Regions from separate parts of the Mus musculus genome. Here region 1 is linked to region 2. The links are chromatin contacts, called in public HiChIP or PLAC-seq maps. All regions are on one chromosome and are shown on one strand. Each heading gives the region's core, a stretch centred on a gene start, on an enhancer-like site or on the middle of the called end of the contact. The rest is flanking DNA. Distances are from core to core; before and after follow the strand shown. Region 1 overlaps Grk5 (G protein-coupled receptor kinase 5). Region 2 holds the start of Grk5 (G protein-coupled receptor kinase 5).

The links. HiChIP or PLAC-seq counts read pairs in DNA pulled down with a chosen protein or histone mark.
Region 1: an H3K27ac HiChIP or PLAC-seq map of heart atrium shows a contact between it and region 2, with 8 read pairs. The contact joins the enhancer-like site here to the promoter of Grk5 in region 2. A contact is called at or near these places in 9 of 39 promoter capture datasets (the C10 cell line, the HPC-7 cell line, cranial neural crest and 5 more), 1 of 15 datasets of contacts at CTCF or cohesin (CD8 T cells), 3 of 484 Hi-C or Micro-C datasets (bone marrow-derived macrophages and cortical neurons), 17 of 115 datasets of contacts at active chromatin or transcription factors (the 230-238 cell line, acute myeloid leukemia, bone marrow-derived macrophages and 12 more) and 3 of 9 other capture datasets (adipose tissue, liver and pancreatic islet).

The regions. Positions count from the first base shown.
Region 1 is chr19:61,018,029-61,024,268 of GRCm38.p6, reverse strand. The region is part of intron 2 of Grk5 (G protein-coupled receptor kinase 5); the gene reads right to left. Among named protein-coding and RNA genes, the nearest start is that of Gm22520, 7.6 kb to the right of the region's middle. Within about 2 kb of position 2,553, at least 22 of the 459 cell types and tissues checked have an H3K27ac peak or open chromatin away from gene starts, as enhancers often do. A contact at or near this core is called in heart atrium and pancreatic islet, where this site is marked.
Region 2 is chr19:60,886,253-60,892,117 of GRCm38.p6, reverse strand. It overlaps Grk5 (G protein-coupled receptor kinase 5), which reads right to left and starts at 2,369. Exons shown (of 16, transcript NM_018869.3): 1 at 1,487-2,369. The coding sequence starts at 1,538.

The sequences.
Region 1 (6,240 bases), core at 1,304-3,803, 130 kb before region 2:
AGGCTCCTTCAGATGAACTGGATCTAAAATTTCCAGGTGGGATCCAGATCTGTGTTTGAGCATACTGTCCCAGTTTGGAACAGTTCCCCTCTTCTAAGGGGACATTCCTAAATTTCTAGCCCATCACGGATGGACACACATATATAAACTCACACCACTAGCAAGCCTGTTAATACCTGACTGCCTAGAATGAACTGGCTGTGAGGAATAAAGCATGTCTACAGTTACCAAGATTAGAAGCAGCAAAATTATCTGTGCTTCTGAAAGGAACCATTTGGTCTTTTTCAGAAAGATCTATCTGGTTTGATTTTTTGTTTGTTTGCTTATTTGTTGAGACATGATTTCTCTGTGTTGCCCTGGCTGTCCCGGACCTTACTCTGTAGATCAGACTGGCCTCCAACTCAGAGATCCACCTGCCTCTACCTCCTGAGTGCTAGGATTAAAGGTGTTCACCACCATATTAGAGTTTCTTCTCTCGCAATCTTAAGGGCTTAGCAATACATTAACCCAAAGCTGCTGGTGCCTAGTTTGTAGTTATAAAATGAAACAACAACAACAAAGAATGAAGGTGCAGTCACAGCAAGTTGAGCGAGCAGTGTCCCATATAACAACCAACGTCTATATCCAGCCATATCCAAAGCCATAGGTTTTATTCCTGTTTTTTTTGTGTTTGTTTGTTTGTTTGTTACATGAACCAACAGATTCCCTTTTACCCTTAAGCTCATTTGTTTTAAATTTCAGTTTATTACAACAAAAATAGGCTGACTAATAAGCCTTTCAGCCCTGAACAGTATTTGGATGACTGAAAATGAAAGCCTATGCACAATTAAGCACTGCTTCCCCTTCCACTCAAAGCTGGATCTGCACAGAGATTCTAGAAAGTATGTTTTCACTGATGATTAGTACACCATCTTGGAAATAGCCAAACATCCTACCCTTCTTGCATCCCAGAGGCAGACGGGGCTGCATGACTGGGCAAGAACTCCTACAGAGCTCATGATGTTGGGATCTGAGTCCTACCTGTATCCTTCGGCTCAGCGTATGGATATCCTCAGCTGGGTGTGGATTTTGCCAAATCTATATCATGGCTGTCTTTCACAGCAGGTGGTTACAATTTATAGTAGTGTATAGAGACCACAATGCCTGAGATATCCCCTCTATATAACAGGATTACCCAACTACCCACAGAAATAATGCTAACAGTCAGCAAGTGGCTCTGGGTAATGAGTTTGTCTTGGGTAAATCCCATTCCAGAGGCTCAGCTGCCCCATGAACTGCTGACACTAACACATAAGAGCACCCCACCCAGTCCCAGCATATGGTCTGTCTTGTGTGAATAGCAGCCAGGATGACAGATGATAGAAATGAAGGCTTTTATTGCATTGAAGTCTCTGAAAGGTAAGTAAATAGAACCAATGTAAAAAGGCTTGACACCCTGACAACGGGCTCTCAAGCTGAGTTGCTTTTCTGTCCTTGAGCCACTGGATTCAAGCTCTGGGAGGGCTTGGATCTATTACCAGCTTTCCCTTGCATGGAGACCCTCACTCTGAATGAAGCCACATGTCTCTCAATAGCTCATGCCTGCGGTTAAGAAGTTAATTCCTTTAAGACTCAGAAACAGTAATGATATTGATAGTGAAGATAAATAAATGTTGTCATTGTTTTCATTCTTTCCCAGTTACGTGAAATGGGAACATACTTTCTTAATTAAGACTCTGTGGTATGTGGGCACTTAGTGGGCAAGCAGATCTCCCCAACAGAAGGCCAGAACACAGACACAGAGGACACCAGAGCTCCCCTCTGATATCCACAAGACCTGAGTTCAACACTGACCACCCAATACCCACCCCGCCCCCTGGGGCTTTTGGAGTCTTGGCCGCAATCCTTCTATAGCAAACATGGAACATCCATGGGTGGCAGTGTAGGGAGGGGTGACCATGACTGGAACCTGCTTAGGACTGTTTTCATTGTTGCCCCAGGCACTCCTTGAACTTGAGCCAAGGAAAATGTAGGTTCCATTTCAGGAATAAGAACAAGAATGAAATGTGGCTTCCTGAGGAAATGGAAATGCTAACACCGGAGCCCTCTGAAATGAAACCACATGTTATAGTAAACTGGGGGTGGAGATGGGGAGGCCCCCAAAAAGGATTCCTGCTGCCATTTCTCCACCAGATAGATACCCATGTCATTGTACTCTATTTAACTGTATTTCCCTGAAACACCAGGTTATTGGCAAGGAAACAAGTTCTTCATGGTCCCTAAGACAATATAGGAAACCCATGTGGAGACTGAATTAAAGTCCACAAGCCTCCATTCTGCCACATTCCAGATCTGATACAATAAACAGAGAAGGTGATTTGAAATCAACTTTCTCTCAAATGTTCCTGCCAAAGCTGGAAAAAGCAGTCTGGCTTTTGCTCTGAGGAAAAATAGTCTGTGACGTTAGAGAGGAGTGATAGCGTCCTGAGTAAGGGCAGTTCCTCACAGTCTGCCCCCTGGAAGGAGCAGGAAAAGGGAAACATTTGGTATTTAGTTAGCAACAGCTGAGCTGGTTCTGATTACTTCAAGAATGATGTTGTATATGAATAAAAATGACATATGGCACATTACACAAACACACCCTCACCAAATGCCATCTTCCTGTGCCTCTTTCCCCCCTCATTCTGGTCTCTAGTTTTACCAGTGCCTTGTGCTTGTCACATATCTTGGGAATATCATAAATAGAAAGCCCAGGTTTTACACAGTTGGTGGCACTTAGAGAAGTCACATGTCAAAGCCATTTTTTTTTTTTTTTTTTGGAGCCCAGGTTGCCAGTAGGAGGGAAAGAAGAGTGCATGCCTGTAGCTTTGAAGAAAGAAGATTTAGGTTCCATGGGTTGCAGGGGCAGGGTGCTTTTGGGTGACCCTCAAAGTGCATCAGAAAGGTATCTGGAAGTCCAGGAAGGGGCTAAGGCTGAGATTGTCAGAGTGTGGAGATATGGTATTCATACTATGGCCCCCTACAAAGTACCCTAACCTCAGTCAGGCAATGACCTCCTTCTCATTCCTAAAGTACAAAAAGCAGATATAGTCTCACAGTAGGAATGGAATGAAGAACTAGTAAATTAAGGGGTAGGGTGAGGGAGATGGGAGGACCAGTTAGGGGAGAAGGACCCAGAATCCTAGGAAGAGCTGGAGACAGAGTCAGGAACTGGGTTCCAGGTCTGACTCTAACTTACCAATTCTAAAAGGAGAGGAAGCACTGGACTTGAACTGCTCTCATCTGCTCCAAAGCATCTCTGTGACTGAAAACCTCACTTCTGCACACTACTCAGAGGACATGATACCCTGCAGCAGAAAAGTCACCTGGAATATCAGTGCTGCTGCTTCTGAATGCTGGGAGCAAGTAGGAAACATAAATGCAAACCCTATGCTCGCTTCTATTTTAATAAACTTTCACAAATTTTAAATTTTACAAATGTTGAAATTTTCACAAATGAAGAGCCTGGAAAGCAAAGATCTGTGACTGTCAGTCATCCAGTTTTGTGCAGGGGGTAAAAAAACGGGTGGTGCTCAGAACTCTGTTTTACTTCGCAAGCGAGGCAGAACTTCCCAGTGATCTAAGTCCAGGCCTGCCACAGAGCAACCAAGGACAGCCTGGCTTAGAGTAAATGATGCTCTCCATGCTGGGGCCCTGCTGCAACCATCCTAGGGATGCCATCCCTTTACTCGGGCATTCTTTCACTTGGTTGTTTATTTGTTTGTTTTCTCTCAGACCTGTAAAGTTTTAGGAGAGTCACTATCCAGGCCACTCCCAGACAGACTATATCAACACTGGGGTAGAATGGATGTTTTGTGGAAGTTTACCAGGTGGTTCCAACACTAAATTCCCTATAAGGTCTGGCTCACTACTGTGTACCTACGGCAGCACTTGGCCCAAGCAGCAGAATGGGTGTATGCACAAAAATAATGAGCTATGGAGCAGCAAACTAATGGAAGCAACAATGCTACTTCCAAATCTCAGGCCATTCCCTGGACATCCCTCTATGGTCAACATACTGGAAATGAGGATCACCCAAAAGCACTAGGTGATAGTTAATTGTTAGTAATATGCCTCCCATTCAACAGCAACAAAGGAAGACCAGATGACTTGCTAGACTCTCAGTACCAATCAGAGCTACAGAATCCCCAACTCTGACCAGGTATCCCTGCTTCTTCCTGGACCACTGGCCAGGGTATAGTAAGGCTAACAGCTATGCAGCCAAATGTAGCTTGAGAAGTGAATTCCTGGGAAGGTGTAGTAATAATAGTCTCCCCAAAGTCCTAATGTCTCTAGGTTAGCAATTTCTTAGTCCTCACATGATTTCCTTCAACATGATTCCCAATGAAAAATTCAGTCTTAGCCTGTGTATTCATGGCAGGCATTTCACCAATCAGTACCCAAGACTCTTTCTCAACCTGGTGCAAAGACACCAGTCTTAGCAGGAAACTCAATCTGCTCTTCAGTTCTCATTCTTGGTATGCAGAGAAAAAAATACAGAAGGACCCTCCTCTATTTCTTCCTCCAAGCCATCATGGGTTTGACCCGTTGGAATATAACCCTGATCTTTGGTATAGTTTGGCAAATATCAAACTACATCAAATCCTTCTTTCAAGCCTTCCACCTGTGATTAGCCTGGCTTTAGTCTAATGAGGAGTTGTAAATGCTAAAGAGGGAAATAGAGGTGTGCTCACAGGCATAAGAGTTTACCCAATGTCTGTTTCAGATAGAGATCAGAGGAAGACGGTGTTTTACCAGGATCTAGTACAGGGGAGCAGGTATCTAGACTTAGATATTGCTTAGAGATGTCACCTGTTGATGTTGGGACTGTGTGTGCATAAGCAAGTACATGTGTGTATGTAATGTATGTGTGAGAGTACACATACATGTGAATGAGCATGTGTGTGAAATCCAGAAGCCAATGCTGGGTTTCTTCCTCAATCACTGTCCACTGTATTTTCTAATACATTCTCATTGAACTTGGAGCTCACCAATTCACCTAGACTGGCCAACCAGAAAGCTCCAGGGGTCCATCTAGTTCTGCCTCCTCAATGTCTCCTTGGTGTCAGGAATAGGGACATGTACTAATGCATCTAGCCTCCTGCATGGGTGCTGGAGATCTAAATTCAGATCCTCATGCTTGTATTGATGAAGCCACCTCTTCAGTCTCTGTTGTCAGAATTTAAATAAAGATTTTTTGTCAGAGCTACTTTTAGGAAAGAGAAAGGTTTAGGTCAGACAGTGGCCTTCCTATTTTGCTACCAGGTATATAAAATAATGATAATAAAATAAAACTGAAGCAATAGTAGGTAACAAAAACAGAGCTACTTTGCTGTATGTTAAATACCATCCTAGACACCACATACTTGTCTCGTGTAGCCTTCAGTTGTCTATGGGAAGATACTGTCTTAGATAAGGTTTCCATTGCTGTAAAGAGATACCATGACCAAGGCAACTCTAATTGGGGCTGGCTTACTGGTTTTGAGGTTCAGTCCATTATCATCATGGTACCGTCCAGGCAGGCATGGTACTAGAGGAGCCAAGAGTTTTACATCTTGACCAGAAAGCAGCTAAGAGAAGACTGGCTCTTTCAAGCAGCTAGGAGAAGGTCTCAAAGCCCATCCCCACAGTGACACTTTCTCCAACAAAGCCAAACCTACTCCAAGAAGGCCACACCTCCTAATAGTACCACCCCCTGGGCAAAACCACCACAGGTACTATAACCACTCTGTATTTCAGATGCTTGAAAATAAAGCCCTAATCAGAGTCAGCATAAGGTTAAGGAGCCAGCAAGAGGCAGTGCTGGGGTTTGACCATAGTTTTTGCTGACTACAGATCTAGCCTGCATTTCTTAGCTTCTTGAAATCCACAGTAACAACAGACAAGGACCCGAATCTAAAAAGTAGGTGATATTATGTCAATGCCACCAGGTGACAACGTTCATAGGGAATAAGAGGTACCCAAGAATGATAGTTAATATGTCAAACTACAGGATCTAGAATCACCTAGGAGACAAAGCTCTGAGTATACCTGTGAGAGAATCTCTGGATTAGGTTAGGCTCTTAGCATGTCTGTGTGGAACTGTCTACATTCACTGTGGGCAACACTATTCTATGGGTTGAGGTCCAGTACTGAATTAAAAGGAGAAAGTGAGCTGAATAGGAACATTTCATTTCTCCACTTCCTTTTTTCAGATTCAACGTAACCAGCTGCCTCAAGCTC
Region 2 (5,865 bases), core at 1,120-3,619:
AAAACAAGCCTTCCAGGTGGCTGTTTTAGGATGACAAGTGACCTCAAAGTGTCAAGATGAGTTGCTGAAATATAGCACAAGGTGGGTTGTATACCACCACACACCATGTACTGAGCCACAAGGTGGTGGAATGGGCTGGATAAACATGAGTTGTTTTATTGCTGGCCAGAAAATCTTCCTTCATTCATCAAAGTGGCTGAATGAAAACATTATGAAGTAGGGATGGCATTTTCCCGGGCTACTTGCAGAGAATCCTTCTGAAGGGAAAAAACTTACTCTGTCTGCCCTGGATATCAAATACAATTTTCTCCCAGGACAGGAAAACAACAACAACAACAACAAACCCTCCCCCTTCTTATAGAATGGTTGCACACCAGAATCCAAATCTTGGCAAATGCGATGTTACATAAATTCCAAGTTTTCCTAAATATGTATGTTTACATTCATGTAACACAAACCTTTTTGGACATCGAAGTTTCTGTCACCCCAAATACTTTTTCAAATCAAAAATCAAAAATCAAAATGCCTGGTACTGGGTATTACTAAGGATCTTACCTATTCCTGACAGCTAAATGCAGAAATTTAGTGAGATGCATACAAAACACAGCAGCACACTTGTCTATAACTAAGCCTTATCTACCTCAGGGTGGGAGCTGGGGTGGTTAATAACAACAATCCACCCTAAAAAAATTTAAATTATTTTCTCAGTGACTTGTAAAGCCGCCCTTTCATTATTCTATAAACTGGCTAATTCCTCAACATCTTACTTTGCCTTTAAAAGGCTTCCTTCCACACAACGACGGGATTTCCCTAAGAAAATTTCCCAGAGGATGATTTCCACCAATAGTCTTTATCAACTCAGCCTGCGCAAGCAAAGACTTGGTTTTTGCTAATTCCAATCCCACAACACACACACACACACACACACACACACACACACACACACATACACGAGAGAGAGAGAGAGAGAGAGAGAGAGAGAGAGAGAGAGAGAGAGAGAGAGAGAGAGAGAGAGAGAGAGAGAGAGAGAAGAGGATTGGAAGAGAAGAAACAGAGGAGAGGAGAAAGAGAAGAGACAGAGGAGAGAGGAGAAAGAGAGAGAGGAGAGAGTTTTTTCACATTCTTAAAACCATCCCGGGCCAACTCTAAAGACTGTTTTATTGGCACGTTTTCTTGCTTCTATCTCCTAAAAGAATGCTTTTCCAACTGCCCTTTCAACAGCTGCGGAGATCGAACGATTTCTAAGGTTCAGTTGGAAACTAGAGGATATTTTAGCATCTTAACTCGTCCCTGCAACTGTCTTTGCCCCGGTCCCTATCTTCTGAGCCCAAGGCTCAGAAGTCTCTCAATATTTGCAGACAGATCTCCAAGCTGTACCACTCGCACCAACTCACTGTGAGCATCCTGCACGCCCGCTTGTCACCCGACACCCGCACCCCGGCCCGCGGCAAACGCGCCGTGCACGCACCGGACCACCCGAGCTTACCTTCCCGGGCTTTCAGCAAGACCGTGTTGGCCACGATGTTTTCCAGCTCCATTGACAGTCGGCAGTCAGCGAGGGAGCCGGCCGGCTGTGCTGTCAGCGTCTGGGGTGATGCCGCTGCCGCTGCCACTGCTCGAGCTGCCGCCGCTGCTGCCAAACCCCAGAGCAAGCAGCCTGCCTGCTACCGCATTATTCTTTCTCGGAGCCCGCGGAGTTTCCCCCTCTGCACCGAAGAGACGCCGCCGCCGCTTCTTCCTCCCTCTGTGTCCCCCCTCCCCCCTCCCTCAACACTTTCCCCCCCACCCCCCACCCTCCGCGCGTCTCTGTCACTCCATTCTCCTCCCCTCCGGCTCCCTCGGATGCTTTAATGCTTCGGATGCTTCAGCCTCCCCTCGTTCCCCTCCCGGGGGTGTGGTACTCCAGGCTCGAGCCGCTGCAGCGCGCAGGCGTCTGCCCGGAGGCAACTCCCACCGCGCGCTCTGAACGCGAGGAGTGCTGGGAATTGTAGTCCCGCGTCTGACGGGGCGAGGGCTCTATTGCACCGGGACTGTGGAGCAGGACTGCTGCCGGTATGGCGCTGAGCCCAGGCGGCCCAGCCTCGCCGGCAGGAGTCAAAAACGACTCAGCCAAAACGAAACCCCCACTCCTGGAGCGCAGAGTCCCTTTCCTGTCCCGCCAAGATCCGAGAAAGCGGAAAGCACAAGCCAAGGCGGCAGAACGCTGCTGTGGGAGGCCCAGGAGTGAGCTGAGACCCGAGCGAAGGCGCGCTCCTGGGGTTCCGCGCGGCCCGCCGTCTGCCGCTCACACGCGCCAGGTCTCTGACAAAGGTGCACTTTGTTTCCGGGCAGCAAGGGGTTCGGCCAGCCCGGGGCGACCTGGCGGCCGCTGATCTCTAGGCACGAAGTATGCGCGCCCCCTGGCGACGGCGCGTCTATGGGAACCAGAAGGCAGGCGCCTGGGACTCTCGGGATCCCCACGCACAGAGCAGCTTCACTTTGCAAGCCCGGGAGCCCAAAACCCCAAGATTTTCATTATAACCAAACATATTGTAGTCGAATTACTAAAAACACATAAGAAATCGAATCTTCTGTGGAAATGTTGATGAGTAACAAGCCAAGCCAGCATGAAAAGGCATTCAAATTCCAGGCTTGTTTATCTTGGAGCACTTGGCTCCTTACACTTTCAGAACCTCGGACTCCAGATCTGGTCCCAGCTCCTCTTTCCCCAAAACTTCTAATGCTGGGAAATTAGCTGTCCGGTCACCTGGAGTCTTTCGAGGAGAGTCCTAAGAGCTGGGGGCGGGGCTGCCAGGTCCCAGGGAACAATGAGGCCTTTGCCTCCTCTGGGCCTTTCGGGCCGGATATCCGTTCTGAAACTAGTCTGAGGCTTCTGTGTCCAAGAGAAGGAAAAGCCGGCTGTCCCCAGAGCAGCCAGGAAATAGGGAGGGGCCTAGAGAAATGGAAAACAGTCATTAAGCATTGGAGCTAATGGTGTTTTAAGTGTGGTTACCAGACTAGTGCTGGTTCTAACAGTTAGTGATAGTCTTTTTCCTAGTGGGTATATCTGCCACCACCACTTGCCTAGTGTCTGGACTTGGATCAGTGGGCCTCACTTGTCTACAAGAAGAGTTAAGTTTGCTTGTCAGAAGACAGAGAGTTGAGCAAACAACTTGAGCACCTGACAGCACAGGAATTACTACTGTTCTAAGCAATCTAAACTTAGACTTTACTACAGACTCTCATTCCCAGAGCCCCAACGTGTGATGAAGGAATCTCTCTCAAAAAGAAAGTTATATGTAAGTACACTTTAGCTGTCTTCAGACACATCAGAAGAGGGTGTCACATCTCATCTCCTTATGGATGGTTGTGAGCCACCATGTGGTTGCTGGGACTTGAATTCAGGACCTTCAGAAGAGCAGTCAGTGCTCTTAACCACTGAGCCATCTCTCCAGCCCGTTTATTGACTTTTTTCACCATTTTTTCCCACTTTTTTTTTTTTTTTGAAACAGGGATTCATAAAACCCAGGCTGGCCTATAGTTCCTGATTCTGCTGCCTGGGTCCTCTGTAAGAGCAGTGAGTGCTGTTAAACACTAAGCCATAATATTTCATCTCCAAAACATTTTTGTTTTGTTTCCTTTTTTGATAAAATTTCCTTGTGTAGCCCTTGCTGTCCTGGAACTAGCTCTGTGGATGAAACTGGCCTCAAACTCAAAGAGATCTGCCTGTGTCTGCCTCCCAAGTGCTGGGACACCACTGTTGGAGTTCCATAACATTTTTTTTAATGATTAAGTTTGACCTGGTTACAAACTTCCTGTGTTTACCAGTCCTAAAGATTTTTAACAATGCAGATTCTGATTAAAATGCAGATGTAGATCTAGGGCAGATCCTGAAATTTCTGTGAGGAAACACACCACCCTCTTGAGTAGCAAAGCTCTGTTGACTGTAACTCATACCACTCTATTTTCTAATATCCAGCCCCAACCCGAGTCAGCAGTAGTTTTCCTCTCTGGTAGATAGAAGCATGCTTGTTTGCCTCTCTGTAAAGGCCTGCCTTTCTCCATTTTACAGAGATATGCAGATCCAGAATAAGGCCCAACAGATACAGCAAGTGGGTCTTAGCTTGAACAGTTCTCTCTCCACTACAGGGTGATACATCTTTCCTACAAAATAAATGGTTGTAGGTCAAGTTATCTGTGCCTCTCTGAGGAAATTAGGACATTCCAGTGCAAGAATGGAACAATGATAGCATTTATTCAACCCCAGTGGGGAACCAGGCCTGTGCTGTTTGACATGGATTATCAACTTGAACACAACGTCCGGATGAGATAGGAAATATAGCTGTATTTTGTAGATAAGAAGAGGTTTTATTATTTTCCTGGGGTTACACACTAGTAAGTAAAAGTCCTAGCAATGGAGATGCATACCTTTAGTCCCAGTGCTTGGGAGGCAGAGGCAGGAAGACCTCTGACTTCAAGGCCAGCCTGGTCTACAGAGTGAGTTCCAGGACAACCAGGGCTACACAGAGAAACCCTGTCTATAAATAAATAAATCCTAGGATTTGAGCCTGGCAGATAGATCAGAGAGTTCATTCACTGATCTCTGCCTGGTACAGATTGGATGCCATGGTTCTGAAATTTTGTTTTGTTGCCACAGTGAACTTGTAAGGAAAAGCAGACAGTTGACTAAATGGTTAAGATTTTAGGGCATTTTCTATTTCCATCCATAATTCCACTGTGATCATTTCATTCTTTTCAATTAGCTACAATAATAATTCACGGTCCCCTGTGAAAAATGAGTTTGTTTTGAGGAAGAGTCATCAATTAAGTATCAATAACTAATTAGGGAATTGTTGACAGCCAACTGAGAGCAAGTATGGAAATCAAAATGAGGATCCTGTGAGTATGCAATAATGAGAAAGACAAAAGCTGACAAGCTACACACTGGATCCTCAAAGCTAAAAAGGAAAAGGAAAAAACAAACAAACAAAAAACCAGGGTCTCTTCCAGAGGCACCTCTATCTCCCATGGATAAAAGCTGTTGGGTCAGAGTGTTTATAAACCGACATCTACTATTCTGGACGACCACAGTCTATCGTCATTCTAAAGTGTACATTCGTTCCTCAGTCATTACACTGGCTTTCTGAATCCTACTGACCTTTTTGGCCTCTCAGCTTGCAGCTGAAGGTGCTGGAAATAGAAATATTCCTTTTTTTTTCTCTTGTCTCTTTGTTCAATGTTTAATTTGCCAAGTATTGCAGGAGTACAGGCAACTTCCATTACCACCAGCAAGAAAGTAAGTGGGCTACAAACACTGGAATCAGAGCAATTGTTGGGTTTCAGACCCCCAGAACAAACAGCTGAGGTGCATATTTTTACATACCAAAGCAGACCTAGCCACCATGTTCTCCCAGCATCCTTCAGTTCCTAGCTGGCATACTCCACCTTCTACCCTAGACTGGACTACCCTTCCCCCAAGGGCTCTTCTAGATATAATACAGACATTTTGGTCTCTCTCCCCACTTTTTCCTTCTCTCTGCACCTGCACTTTCTCTCAAATCACTCTCTGTCTCCCTCCCCATAGAGACTTCCCTGGCCTCTTTTCTTGGGCCCAGTGAATTTACCCAATAAACCTGTGTTTGTATATATTTTCATCAGTCTTGGATTGGCTCAATTCACCGGTGGAGAAAATAACATCAATTGTAGAAATATATACAGAGGACTCTGCCAGTGAAGGAAGAAGTGGTCTCAAGCATCATGACAATTCCAAGAAAGATAAGTGAATTGAAAAGGACTTGGAAATCCAAGGCTTCCCATTAAACACCCCTCCTACTCTGAAAGGACCGATGGTCACCAAGTTTCACATTTAAAATGTTGCCATTGTGT